3 separate regions of the Rattus norvegicus genome follow, and all the other regions are linked to region 2. The links are chromatin contacts, called in public Hi-C maps. All regions are on one chromosome and are shown on one strand. Each heading gives the region's core, a stretch centred on a gene start, on an enhancer-like site or on the middle of the called end of the contact. The rest is flanking DNA. Distances are from core to core; before and after follow the strand shown.

Evidence for each region. A called contact is a pair of places that touch in the nucleus more often than the background predicts.
Region 1: a Hi-C map of liver shows a contact between it and region 2, with 2.2 times the contacts expected there. The contact joins the promoter of Dsc2 here to the enhancer-like site in region 2. A contact is called at or near these places in 4 of 12 Hi-C or Micro-C datasets (kidney, liver and mammary epithelial cells).
Region 3: a Hi-C map of liver shows a contact between it and region 2, with 4 times the contacts expected there. The contact joins two enhancer-like sites. A contact is called at or near these places in 3 of 12 Hi-C or Micro-C datasets (kidney, liver and mammary epithelial cells).

Annotation. Positions count from the first base shown.
Region 1 is chr18:11,755,796-11,759,368 of GRCr8, reverse strand. Dsc2 (desmocollin 2) reads left to right here and starts at 1,903. Exons shown (of 16, transcript NM_001033688.2): 1 at 1,903-2,195. The coding sequence starts at 2,127.
Region 2 is chr18:11,844,486-11,847,735 of GRCr8, reverse strand. No RefSeq gene overlaps it. Among named protein-coding and RNA genes, the nearest start is that of Dsc1, 43 kb to the right of the region's middle. Within about 2 kb of position 1,250, at least 2 of the 93 cell types and tissues checked have an H3K27ac peak or open chromatin away from gene starts, as enhancers often do. A contact at or near this core is called in liver, where this site is marked.
Region 3 is chr18:11,910,659-11,913,872 of GRCr8, reverse strand. It overlaps the pseudogene Api5-ps1. Among named protein-coding and RNA genes, the nearest start is that of Dsg1, 36 kb to the left of the region's middle. Within about 2 kb of position 1,857, at least 2 of the 93 cell types and tissues checked have an H3K27ac peak or open chromatin away from gene starts, as enhancers often do. A contact at or near this core is called in liver, where this site is marked.

The sequences.
Region 1 (3,573 bases), core at 654-3,153, 89 kb after region 2:
CGTTTCTTAGTAAATCTCTCAGGATCAGTTCAGCAGTTCAGATGAAGATGAAGGGGGTCCCGAGGGCAGCAGCCAGTGTCCTTACCAACCGTGAGCACAGAGGCCCGAGGAGTTCTCACAACAGGGCAGGACGAACAGAAAGCTGATCTTTACTTTTGACGCTCTTAGAGTACTGCAGAGCTGGCTTCTGTCTCAGAGTTCTGTCCGCAGCCGAACGGCAGTTCCTAAAGGAGCCACATCCATCCACACCTCTCAGTCTTTCACGGTAGGATGTTTCAAAACTGGTTCGAGGAGACGTTTGCAATGGCCAGCTAGTCTAATCCTTTACGGCAGAGCATTTACTTAGAGTCTGTAATTTTTATCTAATTCCTTGAGCAAACTTTCACAAAGAAACAAATAAAAGTTGCCATTGGAAAGCTCCATTTACCTGAGATTAATTGGCACATGGCTTCCTTTTCCTTAGTGAGGAGGAGCGTGAGGCATTCCAAAGGTATTGGAGGCTGAGGGTAGCAAAGCGTGTGTCAGTGTCCTGTTGGCAAGAGGAGTGGTGCTGAAACCCGCTGGCTTCTGTGTTTTCTAGAAAGCTCGGAGCTGGACAGTGCGATGTCATCACCAGTGAGTTGCTAGGAATTTATGAAATCAGCACTGGGCAAGCACAAATGAGCATTAAGAAATAAGAAAACAACACATGACAGTCAGACTCATGACCCAGACTTATTTCACTAGCAAGGGCTACTCATTTTATGGTTCTGGAGACAATAGAACACCTACATTGATAGAAACCACCAGGTCAGGCATTAACTATTAATTTTGAATTAAGCGTGTGGTTGCTGTTACCACCGTTCTGGGGCGTTCACAGAGGGGAAGCAGTGTCAATAATTGAAATGGTACTGAGCGCTGTGGTCAGCGCTTCACGTTTGCTCTCTGCGACTGTCTTTAAACCAGGCAATAAGGAAGGGACACGTTTGCCTTTCTGGTGAAGCCTTTATAGTGTCTTAGAAAAGAGGTGCAGATGAGTCAGCACGGCGAGGCCTTCTGCAGAATTCCGAGCTCTCAGGTTTAATCTTTCTGCTTAAGTTCTGTTATAACTCATGGGCTCAAGTGCTGTCAAGTCCAGAGTGTGAATACTCCTGCTCTTTTTCACTTTTCATCACGAATTCTAATCCTGATGTCAGAACAGAGAAAAATAATTGGTACCAGAATGTCCAGAACTCCATGTGGGACGTGCTCAGAGAAAAAAAAAATCACAAAAGACAACATAGAGGAAATCAGAGGGCCCACATTTAGCCAATGGTGAGGCCTCAGTTGATGGGTTTCTATAGTAACTTGTTTTATTATTCCTTCCTTTCTTCCTTCTTTCCTTCCTCCCTCCCTAGTCTCCTTACTTCCCTCCCCCTCCTCCCTCCCTCCCACCCTCCCTTCCTCCTTCCCTTCCTCCTTCCCTTCCTTTCCACCTTCCCTCTTTCCTTTTCCTCGATAAATTATAGAACCAGTGTCACTGTCAATCTATTTTCGGAACCTTGAGACCTTTTAGGGCGGAACTCCTGTTAGAACCTTATTTATATGTCTGTGGGACTTTGATTTACACAGTAGAATGTCCCTTGAGTCCACATCTTATCAGGCTAGCTTCAGGCAGATGTAACTCAGCCAGTTGATCCAGGGCAGTTGTGGGTTTGGGAGTTACACCCCCTCCCCGCCTCCCCAGGTAACTCCACAGGCAGTGGGCAGTGCTCTGGGCGGGGCCAGGGCCAGAGCTCGCGGTGAGTCTTAGTACAGTCAGGCCTTCTGCTGGGCAGGGCCAGCTGTTAATCCTGCTAGACCGCCATCGGGGCGGGGTGGGGGCTGGGGGGTGACAAGGGACATATAGGTGTCGTCTGCACAGGTGAAAGGGTGGCGGCCACAGGGAGTTCCCACCGGTTGAGTTCTTAAAGTCATGAAGACTCAAGAAAAATAACAAGGAGTGGCCGATTGGAGTCTTTTGGACTTGCCCGGAGCTCCACCCTCGGCCAGAGGAAAAGCCCCTGGGGACCGAGGCGGGAGCATCAGACAAGCGCGAGAAAAGTGCCTGTGCGCGCTCCACCTCTGCGCAGCGGGTGCGGGGCGGTGACCTGTCCCTTGAGTTAGCCATGGCGGCAGCGGGATCCTCGCGCTCCGGGAGCCCTGCCCTCGGCCTGGGACACCTGTTGACCCTCGCGGTGAGCACCGGGACCAACTCACGGACGGGGAGAGGGACATGTAGCCGGGGCGACTGGCCCGGGTCGGATCACTAGGTCTCAGGTCACCTTAAACTGCAGCAGTTGTTGGCGGTGAGGAAGGACGGCAGGAAGCCGAGCGACCCGGACACCAAGGCCCCTCAGGGGAGGGAGTGTAGCTGCGAGCGAGCTGTAATAGGCGCGCGCGTGGATGGAGACGGGGGCGGATCGCGGACGCCCAGCCAAAACCCTGGCCTCGGGGTTCTCTGGGCAGAGCGGGGTGCGCCAGGGCTGAGCCCCGGCCTGGAGTACCGTCACAGGAGCCCTGGGTTCAGGCGGTCCTGAGTGAAGTCAGCTGCCTGGCAGAGGACATTAAAGGCCGGCGTGGTGCCCTTGGGGTCAAAAAAAAAAAAAAAGACTTGTTGCTTTTGAGGGTTCCGTGGTGCTGGGATGGGAGGATTCTAGAAGTGAGAGTTGGAATGAAGGAGAGAGAGACTCTGCACTTTTCTTACAAAGTTAGGAGATGGGTCCACACGAGGTGACCACTGATTCCCTAAATCTCTGAGAAGTGAACATCCTGGTCCCGAGATCTTGTCCTAGAAGGAGTTTTGATTTTTCTTCTCAACTCCTGCTCAGATTCTTGCTGTAAGAAGTACAACAGGCAGGACCTTCAGCCCTTTCAGAAGTGTGAATCAAAATTTATGGCTTTATTGGGGACAGGTCTTGATCTCCCTAGGGAACCAGAAGACTCAAGAATTCACCTCTGGGACTGACTAGGCCGTTGGGGAGTTTGGGAAAAGAATGCTCCAGATTATAGTTTTATCGGGGGTCTCTTGTACAAGGCAAAAGTTCACTATGCCAGGGCAAATAGCTACCAATTTGATACTGTCCTTTCCCCCCATAGCCTGCAGCAATCACTCAAGCTGGCTTTGAAGGAAGCCTGGAGGAACCCAGGGAACCAAAGTGTGGAAGTGAGAGTTCTTCCATTTCTCCTCAAGTTTCCTTTCACAAGGGATTCCTGCATTTTTAATTACTGAAGAATGTGATTGGTTACTGGACATCCCAAGGAATGAATTCAATCAGAATTCCCAGAGACTATTCATAAGCACAGGTTGGGACAGGAACCTTGCAGTCAGGGTTTTATGGCTAAAGAAACCCAGCCTGGGGCAAATAATCATCACAAAATATTCTGCCGATGACAGAGTGTGAACTTTGGTTGATACCTAGTGAGGGACGTTGCCACTTCCTTTTGTAACACAGGGCCTTATTCTTTGAAAGAAAAGGCATGCTTAGTCTTCCTGATATAGCGCTGCCCTGTTGCAAGCCCACACTCCGAGATCCTTTAAAAGAAGCGTAAGCCATGGGTGAATAAGTAGAGCCC
Region 2 (3,250 bases), core at 1-2,500:
ATGATTCCACCAGGGATCCTGAACTTTGAAGGGGATAAAATAATGATCAGATTTTGGATTACCTCCCTTGAAAACCAAATAGTGCATTTAATTTGTGGAAAGAAATCTACATCGAAATGACTTTTAGCTAGAGTCAAACTCTGTCAAGACAGTGCCACTTTTCTACCTAACTCCTTTCTCCTGTGTTCTGTAGTGACACTGTTTGAGTCTGTTTCTCTTTACCTTTCCCAGGGTCCTTTGTGGATAGTAGGATTGTGGTTCCTCCTGTAATAGGAGCAACTTTGAAAGGTATAATTCCTGCTTTATCTTTGTAAAGATAAGTAAGAACTCAAAGCCCGAGGTTGAAAGATATGTGGGACCAACTCCTGGAGTAATAAAGATGAGGAAGTAGGTGCAGGCCTGATCAGGTCATGTGCAAACTCAGACGTTATTCTGTCAAAACCACTCTGGGGTGGGGGTGGGAAAAACTTAGTGAATGAGAAGATTGAAATAAGAAGTTTGGCATTTATCTAAAGGCCAGAGTTTTGGTTCAGTTAACTGTTGCCTGGGTACCCAGGTAAAGACAGTAAAATGGTGGCAAATCTGGCTTCATTCCCTTAAAGATGAGAAATGGGATAACCTTACCATGTGTGTCTGTGTATGGATAAGGAGCAGAAGAGAGTGGAGGGCTCTCTCCTGGGATCCACAAAATTCATGAGCTAGGACAGGGAAACACAATGAGCGATGTCACAAAAGAGGAAGTGCTCCTAAAGCCGAGAGAGCATTTCCCCATTCTATCCCACGGGTATGGCCTTCCGAGAGACAATGGTAGTTATGACTAAACGCTACCGTGTGTCTGAGGCCTTGCACATCGTGTTGCTCTTTGATCATTCATCAGGAGAGAAAAGGAAAAACGGTGGCAGACGTGCCAAAGTTCATATCAGCAACACTGCCAGGGCTATGGTTTTTACAAGAGAGAATGTGATTCTACCGAATCCCCAGCTGTGTTTAGTGAGGGTTAGATCCTGCTGAAGAACATTTGTTCTGCAGAGTACCTAAAGTAGCGTCTCCAGTTATGCACAGCCCCCCACCCCCCATACACCAAACTGTATAACCAACGAAATCGTTTTTAAGTATTTCAGGCCATAAAGCAACAGACTTTGCTCCTGGAGGAAGGCGGCTTTATTTGGAGTGGGGGTTGGGAAAACTTCACCCTGCAGCAAATAGGGAAAGGCAAAGGTTCTCTGAGAGTGGAGTTGCGGTCCACATTGGGGCAAACAACCAGACTAACAAGTTATTTAACCATGAGCTAACAACCCAAACGAAGGACATGGTCCACACTGTAAACATCCCTGACTGAGGGAGGGAGGAGAGAGAGAGAGAGAGAGAGAGAGAGAGAGAGAGAGAGAGAGAGAGGCACTCTGGGTAGAAAACTGCCCATATCAAATGCATTTTTTTTTAAAGCAAATTCTTATCTAATCTAGAGCGCAGCTGCTGCTCACTCTGGTGACTGCGTTATAAAACCTTGTAGAAAATCAGGTTTAAAAAGAAATCAGCGCTATGCACCATAGGGGTCAGCGATCCTCAGTCCACTCTTAGGTATGCTTTTTACTCAAACAGGACTAACAGCAAAATGGGAAATTCAGAGAAACAGAGAAGAAGGAAAAAATAATCTAGACTTGTTATGGTATCCAGATTTTCTGGTTTCTATGAAAATGTAGAACAGGCAAAAATAAACAAATAGTAAAAAGCTATTTCTGTGTCAACTTTCCTGACTGGCATGGCATTTAGTAAATGAATATTAAATCAGATACTTCATATGTGTTAAAAGAATCCAAGAAATTAGGGTACGTGTGTGTGTGTGTGTGTGTGTGTGTGTGTGTGTGTGTGTGTGTGTGTAAGGAACTGCAGGAAATGCAAGGACAGCCCCTGGAATGGGGGAATGCCAGTAATACAGCAGAATCCCCCTGAAAGAGAGTCTAAAGCTGACAAGTATGCAAACAAGTGTTGACAGGATCCAAGAAGCTGGAAGAAATTTAACTCTCTCATCAATTTGTGATGGGAAAAAGCACCCTGTGGTTGTGCAGTGGTTAAAAATAAGACTTGAGCCACCTGACTGTACAGATGAGACACAAAATGTTATGCTGTGCTCCTTGGCTAAATTCTTCTCACTCAACTAACCTTCTTCCCACGATCTTCATGGGAGCCTTCCCCAGTAACTAGGAAGGGTTGTGTAGATCATTTACCTTAGTCTTTCTAACTAAAACACAGGAAAAATGGAAAGGAAAAACATGAAAATACAGCTCAAAGTCAGATTTTTTTTTAATTTCTTTTATTTTTACAGTCCAGATTTTATTCCCTTCTCAGTCTACCCTCCAACTGTTCCACATCCCATACCTCCTCCCATCCCCCACTCCCCCCATCTCGTTTCCACAAGGATGTCCCCCTACACCCACACCTGACCTCTAAACTTCCTGGGGCCTCCAGTCTCTTGAGGGTTAGGTGCATCTTCTCTGACTGAACCCAGACCCTGGAGTCCTCTGCTGTATCTGTGTTGGAGGCCTCATCTCAGCTGGTGTATGCTGCCTGGTTGGTGGTCCAGTGTCTGAGAGATCTCCGTGGTCCAGATTAATTGAGACTGCTGGTCTCCCTACAGGTTTGCCCTCCTTCTCAGCTTCCTTGGGCTTTTCCCTAATTCAACAGAGGGGTCAGCAGCTTCTGTTCATTGGTTGGGTACACATATCTGTATCTCAAAGTCAGACTGTTAAGTAAAAAATTTAATAAAGTAATTCACATACCTATAAACTACATATGACCAGGGAGACAATTTAAGTCATATTTTTCTCAAACCTGTGTACAGTAGATGTAATGAAGGGCCAGTGTGGAACACGAAATATAAGTGATGTATTAGAAAAACATGAAACCATTCCTTTTATATCCTGGGTTTATATGCCAAGAATTAGAAAGAACATAACTCTTCATTCTTAGAAGTTCATCATGGGGGACCTGGGGGTAGCCACCAGCAAGTCCCAGATGCCAGGAGAGCAAGAGGCTAGGATTCAACAGGGATGAGATTAACTGAAAGGCCCAACAAGGGGGAGGGAGAACCTGTAGAGACCACATCCAGAGGTTAGGCAAGGCCCCTGGTTGAGGAATGGGGCCACCCACTCATCTCCAAATTTTTAACTCAGAATCACTCCTGCCTAAAGGAAATATGGAGACAAAGTGTGGAGCAGAGACTGAAGGAAAGGCCATACAGAGACTGCCCCAC
Region 3 (3,214 bases), core at 608-3,107, 66 kb before region 2:
AGAGAGGAGTGAATGCAGAGAACTAATTCATCCAGCAGCTTTGCCTAAACTGAGAGATAATGGAGAGAGAGGCTGAGGGTGTAGCTCGGCCGGAGCAAGGCCAAACACAGCGTGAGCACAGCCCTGTGCTCCATCCTTAGCAACAGCATAAACCGTGGTGTGTACTCATGCTCTCTGAACTGGGGGGCAGGAGGGTGGAGGCAGGAGATTAGGAGTTGAAGGTTACCCTCAGTTACATGGCTGAGCTTGAGGCCAGCCTGGGCTACATACACATGCAACCCTGTGCCCGCCACTACTAAAACAAAGCCAAGCAAAGGAAGACAATAAATAAATAAATAAATAAATAAATAAATAAATAAATGAATGAATGAATAAATAAATAAATAAATAAAAACAAAAGAAATTGAGCTAAAATAAACATTCTCCAAGGCATGAAAATAAACAAGTTTGGATTTGGGAAAGGAACATTGTATGTTCAGGAGAATTATTCAATCCAGGGAATATGTTTTTTAAAAAACATTTTTAAATTTTTTTATATGTATAAGTGTTCACCTCCATGTTTATGTGTACCATGTGTATGCAGTGGCCTCGGAGGCCAGAAGATGGCATTAGATCCCCTGGAACTGGAGTTGCAGACACTTACGAGCCACCATATGGATGCCGGGAACAGAACTCCAGTCTTCTGCAAATGCTCTTAACCACCTTTCCAGCCGTGTGTATAGTCGTCTCGTAAGACTAAGTCTGTGACAAAGCCTCTCCATCACATAGAGGGAGATTCAAGATAAATATTAGAAACGGCCTCCTGGCCATCTGGCAGTGAGACCAGGATATAACATCACAGGAAATTACCTGAAGTTATCCACCAACATTCGAGAGATAAGATCATAACACAACAGATGGCTTCGAATGCTTCCAGTGCCGAATGAGCTTCCGGAAGCACAACGGTCCGATGCACTCACTCTTTTGGTTGCAGACTTTCTTCAGAGTGGGTTGGCTGAGAGTCTGGACCCCAGGCTGGCTGGTGTGTCAGCTGTCTCTGTTATAGTGGTTACGAGCCATGTGGCCTACACCAGGCTACCTCAACTTTCTCTTTCCAAGTTTACACATTTGCAGAAAGATAATAAAGTAAGACTTTCCCCTGTCAGCTCTGAGAGCTAAATAGAATGACACAGCTTAACAGTGAGTGCTAGACCTTTGTGAACAGTGACGACTCTTGTCTTATATATGTTCATTTAATTCAGGTAAGCCGAGAGCACCGAGGGAGGGCTGCTTATTTACTTAGTACTTCAAACATTTTTATTACATGTAGTTATTTTCTGTGTGTGTATTATGTGTATATATGTGTATATATGTGTATATATGTGTATATATGTGTGCATGCCCTGATGGGCATATGAAGGTCAGACTTTTAAGAATTGGGCAGTAAGGGTGGGTGGATGGGGAGGGGAACATTCTTATACAAGGGGAGCGGGAGGGGTTAGAGTACTGGTAGACAGGAAACGGGGAAAGGGAATAACATTTGAAATGTAAATAAGAAATACTCAATTTTTTAAAAAAATGGGGGAAAAAAAAAGAATTGGCTCTCTGCACTGTGTGGGTCCCAGGGATCAAAGTCAGGTCATCAGGCTTGGCTACCAGGGCCTTTACTCATTCAGTCATCTCAGAGGCCCAAGAACTGTTTATTTTATATTAGAATTATCAGGAATTGCAGGGTGCTTATCACACAAGCTGTATTTAAAGGGACCCACAGAAAGCTTCTGCCTTGGCCAGATGAAGCTGGATTGAGACTCTACTGTAAGGGCTTTGAAATTACACCATGGTGACCTTCCAACCAGGGAGCTGGACTTGTCTGGACTGTGAATTGGTGGCTGGAGACAGTCCTGCTTTGGAGTTCACACTTTCTCTTTCTACACAGAGCTGTCCTTGAGTTCAAACTCAGACCAGAAAGCTGTAAAACCTGAGGGAGGCCTCACGGCTACCATCACGGCAGGAAGCTGACTCCGTCCCTCACTTCAGTGAGGCCCTCCCTTCTAACTTTCTTTTCTCTAGTCTCTTGGTCACCTCTGTCAATCGTCCTCAGACTCTCACTTTCCACACGGCTTCTTACCTTTGTCACTCCTGGCTTTACCTCAGGGCCAGCTTGAGCCAAGTTTGGAAACCATCCTTTATTTTGATGGGCAGACGGCACAGCGTTCGCAGATCCTTAAGTGAAGAGCACTTCTCCAGCTTCCTTTGTTTTTTAACATACAAAAACAAAGACAAAGAACCCCCATGACACCAGGAACACTTGCGAAATGTCTTATTTCGAAATTCCCCCACAATTACTGGAACACACCATCCTGTCACACATGCTGGAAATGATAAGTAGTGACAGTTTTTAGTTATTCAGAAAATAAGCCACCAAACCTGGTGTGGTGCCATATGCCTATGGTTCCAGCACTCGGGAAGTGGAGGCAAGGAGAACAGAAGTTCATGATTATGGATTAGAGGGAGCTCCGATTCCAGCTCCCTCCCCAAAGGGGAACATTAAAAAGTTACACATTTGTTAAGGCTCAGGCTGATTGATTAAAATGTCAATAATCACAGAGGGGTGGAACATTTGGGGCCCAGGGTTATTTATCTTGCCTTACTTATCTTTAGCTTACAAAATAGATATTTATTAACTACCTTTGTGTTTGACCTAATGTCCTTGTGAATTAAAGCTGAAAATCCCCCTTTCTGGAATGCATAAACAGAGCCCATCACTTCCAGCAATACAAAGGCAAGAATGTTGTTGTGTAACATCTGAGGCTGTAACAGAAAACTTTCTGCTCTGCCTTCTCCCAGCTACCCAGTCTTACTAGCACTGTACTTTAACTCTACTAATGCCTTGACTTATAACTGTCTTTGTTCTCTTACTATGAAAACCTTTGAAATTGTTTATTGCATTGGAACATGGCATTTGGAGCAACCTGAACCTATCTACATCCCTGGGCCATGGCCACTTGTATCTGTCTCCAGGATAAATGTCTCACTGGACATGGAAGCTGTGTTTTTGCATCAGCAAAGGTCTGCCAGGCTGTTGTTGACCCTGTTCATTAAACTCATTAAAGAAAGGAAAAAGAAAAGTGGTCAGAAAGTCAGGGGAATCATACTGAAAAAAAATCTGTAAATGGGTCTCAGAACTCACCAAATTGTCAGTTCTTGTGAGGTGATCACATGCTTTCTAGATTCA